2 separate regions of the Mus musculus genome follow, and region 1 is linked to region 2. Evidence: chromatin contacts called from public HiChIP or PLAC-seq data. All regions are on one chromosome and are shown on one strand. Each heading gives the region's core, a stretch centred on a gene start, on an enhancer-like site or on the middle of the called end of the contact. The rest is flanking DNA. Distances are from core to core; before and after follow the strand shown.

Region 1 (2,744 bases), core at 81-2,580, 640 kb after region 2:
ATTACCCTCAGCGAAATATGCCAGGCACAATAGGAAAAATATTGTACAGTATCGTTTATATGAGCTGTCAAGAAGAACAAATCTGCAGAGAGAAAGTGGATTAGAGGTTTCCAGGGACAGGGGCTGAGGTAGAGGAGGAGGCGGGAGGGATGGATTGCTTAATGAAGACAGAGTTTCTGTTTACGGTAATGAAAAAACTTTAGAAACAGAATATAGTAATAGTTGCCTAACATCGTGGATGTGATTAATGAGCTGGAAGTCCACGCTTAAAAGTCACTAATATGAGAGGCCAAGGAGATGGCTTAGCAAGTAAAAGTGTTAGGACCAAGTTTGATCCCTGGAGCCCAGGTAGAACCCCAGCTGCAGAGGTGCACATCTGTAATCCCAGCATTCCTCTGACATGGTGGGATTCGACTCGGCAGAGACAGGAGAACCAGCCACAAGCTTGCAGGTCAGCTAGTCTGTGGTATGTGTCCTAGAAGCAGAACCAAGAGAGCCCCTGCCTCAAACAAAGGAGAAGGAGAGAGCCGGTCCCTGAACGTTGGCCAGGCAAAGCCATTGAAAAAGATTGTGAAAGCTGGAAGTGGGGAAAGAAACAGAAAGTAGGAAAAAACAAAAACAAAAGCAAAAACACACAAACAAAAAACCCCACCAGTCCCTGGGGCTTTTAGGTCCCAAGCACTCCAGAGAGCATATAACCTGTTCCTCTCTTCCTGCGTGGGCTCCTCTATGGATGTGGGAGTCTGTTGATAATGCATACCCATGGCTATGTTTTGAGATCTTATCATCAATGTTTGGGCCAAAGGTGCCAGCTTTGTTTGGCTGATGCCCTTCTGGGCCAACACAGCTGATGGGGGATGAGATCTAGAGGCAAGTTCAATTGCAGACAGACCTTGCTCCTGCCTTTAGGAAGCAAGTTAAGGCGATGTCACCTGTTCTGCCATTTCCCCGCTTGACTCCTCCCACCATCCTGTCTCCTCTGCCTTCTGCTACTTACTGATGGCTTAGCAGGTAAAAGGGTTACTAGGAGTTCTGTGTCCATTGTTTTAGGAAAGTAAAGGGATGGATGGTAGAGAGTGTGAGAGGATGAGAGTCTTCGAAACCCAACCAATCCTCAACTCTCAGCTCCTGCTTGCTGTTGTGGGGGTCGTGGGGGGAAGGGGGGCGGTGAAGTCTACTTTTCTGGAACCATTTTAGGGAACCCAAAGCTGACACAGGCAGCAGAAGCAGGCAGCCAGGAGGGCAATAAAGAAGTTTCCAGATCCGCAGGGGACTGTAAGCACATTCCCCAACCAGGTGGTAGGAGTAGGGCTAGAGTCAAATCCAACCTTCTTGGCTAAGGGCCAACATCTCCAGGCCTCCTCCTGCTCTACGGCCCCCTTCCCGTCATCTTCCCAACCAGAAGCTTGTTAACTGTTTTTCCTGGGCTCTTATTCCAATTTCGAGGCCCCCTCTGTGTGTTAAACTTCAAAGAAACTTTGTCGCCCCGAGTGCGGTGTTATATAACACGTTGGACACTCCAAATGGTTCTGTTGAAAGGGGTTTGTTCAAATGAAGGGGCCTGGACACACTGTTATTTCCCACCCCCTTTGGTCCAATAAAATTGCCTTGGTGTCTGGATTAAGTTGCTGAGTATCAATCCTGAAAATTTTAAAGATGAAAAACAGAACCGCCTTCACCAATCGTTAAAAATGTAGAATGATTACAAAATGGCACCTGGCCAATATTTATGAATCATTGAATATGATCATAAAATCATAAAAAATAATCGCCAAAAGGTAAATAAATTACCCGGCTTACTGCTTATTTTCACGTAGGGCCTAACACAAAAGCTGCAGCCATGAATGATTTATGCCTGTTTTAACAATAATACTCATTTTACTGAAAGATGGTCAGCACTTGGGCTGCTGTGGGCAACCTGCCAGTTGTCGAAAGGTTGATGTTTCAGCAACAATACATTAAATTATGAATAATACTGGTCCCAAAATGGAAGGTTATTAGCTCAGTATGCTTAATTAGCCCAGCTAGAACTTGGCTATCAAGTAGCACTGCCCATTTCCAGAGCTGGAGCTATGATGGGGGGTTGGGGGGGGAATGCTAATGGTTCAGAGGGAGGGAGGTGGCGTGTGGGCGTGTCTTTGACTTTCTTCTCATCCGTGAACATTAGCAGAGGAGTCATCGGAAGCTGGGTTTGGGGATTTTGAACCTTCCTGTGGTGTAGCTTGCAAATACTTCTTAGAGGGAATGAGAAAAGATTGTCAGGGAGGAGCTTGTCAGTCTTGTGGCCCCCCAGCTATGATCTCACAGCTCAGTTCTTGGTTGCTGCTAAGCCTGGGTTCTGCCAACAATCACATCACTTACCACGTGCTGGTGGGCAGACCGTCAACCTCCTTCCCAGCAGGGATTTTATTGAAGAGTTAGGAGGATACAAATGAGGTGACAGAATGAGCAGCCACCAAGTTAACCAACAGTGCCATTTTGCATCAATTACAGTTCGGTGAAGGACCAGTTTAAAATGTCCACCCTTGGCCTGGACTTGGGCTATGAATTCTTAAATCAAGCTTCTGTTTGTTCTGTCTTTCTTTTCGGAGATGGAACCTTATGTATCCCAAGCTAGCACCAAACTTGCTGTTGCTATGTCACCAAAGGTGACCTGGAACTTCTGCTCCTCCTTTCTCTGCCCCGCTGCGCACCCCGCCCCCCCATGCTGGGGTTACAGGCACATGCCATTACGCCTGTTTGGG
Region 2 (2,700 bases), core at 176-2,675:
CGTGGGCTGTTCCAGAATGTTCTCTGTTCCATTCAGCGATCTATCCACACCCTCCTACAATTTGAGTTCCTCATCGAGCCTCATCCGAATTTAGTTTTCCTAGAGTCTGATGGAAGACTGGAGCCACCCAGTTGAATCACTTTCTTGGGGCCTTTGACCTAAAGAGATTACATTTCATTGGGTAGGTAGGTGAGCACTATATGATCAGCCTGCCGTCACAGGACAAAAATCATATTTTTATGTGATGTTGCTGCGTTAAAAGGGCCAATCTTGTGTCATGTAACATGTGAATAATGGCCATAGCTTGTGATGTCAAAATTTTCCACGCGCCTCATAAATAAATCTAGCCACACCCCCATCCCCCGCCCCCCCACCCCCACCCCCCAGCCACTACCCCAAGGCTCTCCAGTTTGGAACCTCGGTTTGCATCACAGATTAAGCATGCTTTTGGAGTCAAGGTTAAAGGTACAGTATCCGCTTTCAAAAGCCACATGTCAGTGTCTGCTGAAGATAATAAATAACATTGGGAACAGGCTCCCACTTGCCAAGGCTCCCCCTCCTCTTCTTTCTCCCTGTTCCTCTCTTTCTCTCTAACTTTGCCAAAGGTCTGATCCCTTTGGGGGTGGGGGGAAACCAACAAAGATGCTATATTTAGGCCAAGATTTGATGATATGTTCTTTAAAAAAAAAATTACTTAAGATCCCTTGGGGGGGTGGGGGAAACATCACACAGCCACCTTATCCAGTGGTCCTCAAGAGTGAAGAAGCCAGACAGCATGACAACTACAATTAGTATTTCCTCAGAGCCCAGCGCTGTGGTTTTAGTCACCAGAACTGTGCTTTTATTTCGGCCATTTGGTCTGCATGGGAACCTGAAATACGAAACCTGAAATATGGACATACGGACGGCCTTTGCTGAGGAGTGGCTGGCTGCTCTGTCCTTGTACTAGAGTGACCAGCCCAAGTAGCTTCAGCAATTAGTTCCCATCCCTGGGTCTCATTCCCTGGGCCTTGCTTTGGAGAGAGAAGTAAAGGCACGGAGGAGATTTTCTGCAAATTCCACATTTGCCAGGCTACCCCCTTGCCTCCAAGAAAGAATTTGTTGTTGTTGTTGTTTTTCCAGTTCACAGTGAATGAGGAGAACCAGGGCATAGAGGGCAGGAGTTTGGCTGAACATCCCTGGAAGCTCAGCTTCCACCCTCACCCCGTCCCCACCCCTGCCCCCACCCCCTCAGCTGCACCCCTCCGTCTCTCGCTTCCCCTTCGCACTTCACAGACAAAGGCAGCATCTTCTCAGATAATGCCGCGTGTGTCAGAAGTGAACATTCTGGGAATGTGCGGGTCACCTGGTCTGTGTAACAGACGCCAACCCCAAACCATACAGAAGTCGCTACATCTGTTTTGGCTTTGTTCGCAGCGCCGAGGGGCGGGGGGTGCACTCCATGGTCAAGGGCCAAACTACATGTCATATTTCATTACCTTCATTAGCTACTACACAGAGGGCTGCATTCACAGGAAAGGTTGGCATTAACTCTTGAGCCGCCAGCCTTTTCCAAGGCGGGCTTTCGCCTTCATCCACGGTCCACAGTTCTCCATCCCTCCGTGCTGTGGGCGCTGATTGAACTAAACTGTAAATCAGCCTGTAGCGCCACGATTTCGCCCTTTTAACTTAAAGGAGGCGAGCTACTGTTTTCTCCTAGGTAGCTACTTCCAGGCTGGCGGAACATCTGGATCCCATTAGGGGGAATGCTAGTGTAAACCCAGTGGGGGAAAGGCATATTTAGAATTAATAAAACTTTCTTCTCTGAGTTTGTCCACAGTTGTCCTTTTCTTTTTCCACCGCACATTACTCCTGTGATTTAGGGGGACCAGCTCCTTTTTCCATTTCAGTGTTGAGATAAGATCACGTTTATTGCCGCCCAGATATTTCCGTGGGATTTTTCTTGGCGTGCTTATTGAGATGGCACTGTGCTCACATGGTCACCCCCTGTTCTCCTCCAGGAAAGAGAAGCCTTCCCCCCCCCCATATTGATGTTACATTTCTTGAGGCCCCCTTTAATGGCCTGAAATAAAGGTGGGTACATAGATAGAGCAGATCTTGAGTATCTATGGCTATGAAAGCCATCTGCTTTTGTGATGCCGGTGGGATATATCACGATGCCACTCAAAATCACCTGCAGGCAGCACATGCTATTATTTAATATTATGAAGAATGGCCCATTGGCCGACATAGGTCAGCACACACCTGGATGGTGGTATTAGGGAGCCTGGAATTTTGGTTTTTTTTTTATGTGGGCCCTGCCACTGATTTATCGCCTGGCATTTGTCCATCTGTAAACGAGATGGTTTGCAAGCTAAATGCATGCTGATCACATTACCAGGGTTCTGGGAGCTCCAGTGACTGCCTGCCTGGTGCTTTGAAAGCCTCCCCCGCCCTCCCAAGCGCCCCCCTCTCCCGCCACTAAAGACAATGATTTAGAATCTCACACTGTTTAGAGCACCTACCTACTCTTTTGTTCTCACTAACTGGTACTTGCAAGATGCGAGCAAGGCGTTCCCAAGCATGATCTGCACACCACCAGAGTGGGCTTTGTTGAAAGTATGAATCCCCAGGAAGGGAAGATCGCTCAGTGAGTAAGAATACTTGCTGTCTGAGCATGAGGGCCTTAGTTTAGATATCCAGCATTTGTGTAAGAAGCTG

What was found. HiChIP or PLAC-seq counts read pairs in DNA pulled down with a chosen protein or histone mark.
Region 1: an H3K4me3 HiChIP or PLAC-seq map of embryonic limb bud shows a contact between it and region 2, with 4 times the contacts expected there. The contact joins two enhancer-like sites. A contact is called at or near these places in 1 of 115 datasets of contacts at active chromatin or transcription factors (embryonic limb bud) and 1 of 9 other capture datasets (embryonic trunk).

What each region holds. Positions count from the first base shown.
Region 1 is chr8:108,670,786-108,673,529 of GRCm38.p6, forward strand. It overlaps a transcript of Zfhx3 not described here. Among named protein-coding and RNA genes, the nearest start is that of Gm42043, 21 kb to the right of the region's middle. Within about 2 kb of position 1,331, at least 10 of the 459 cell types and tissues checked have an H3K27ac peak or open chromatin away from gene starts, as enhancers often do. A contact at or near this core is called in embryonic limb bud, where this site is marked.
Region 2 is chr8:108,026,271-108,028,970 of GRCm38.p6, forward strand. No RefSeq gene overlaps it. Among named protein-coding and RNA genes, the nearest start is that of Gm39242, 190 kb to the left of the region's middle. Within about 2 kb of position 1,426, at least 36 of the 459 cell types and tissues checked have an H3K27ac peak or open chromatin away from gene starts, as enhancers often do. A contact at or near this core is called in embryonic limb bud, where this site is marked.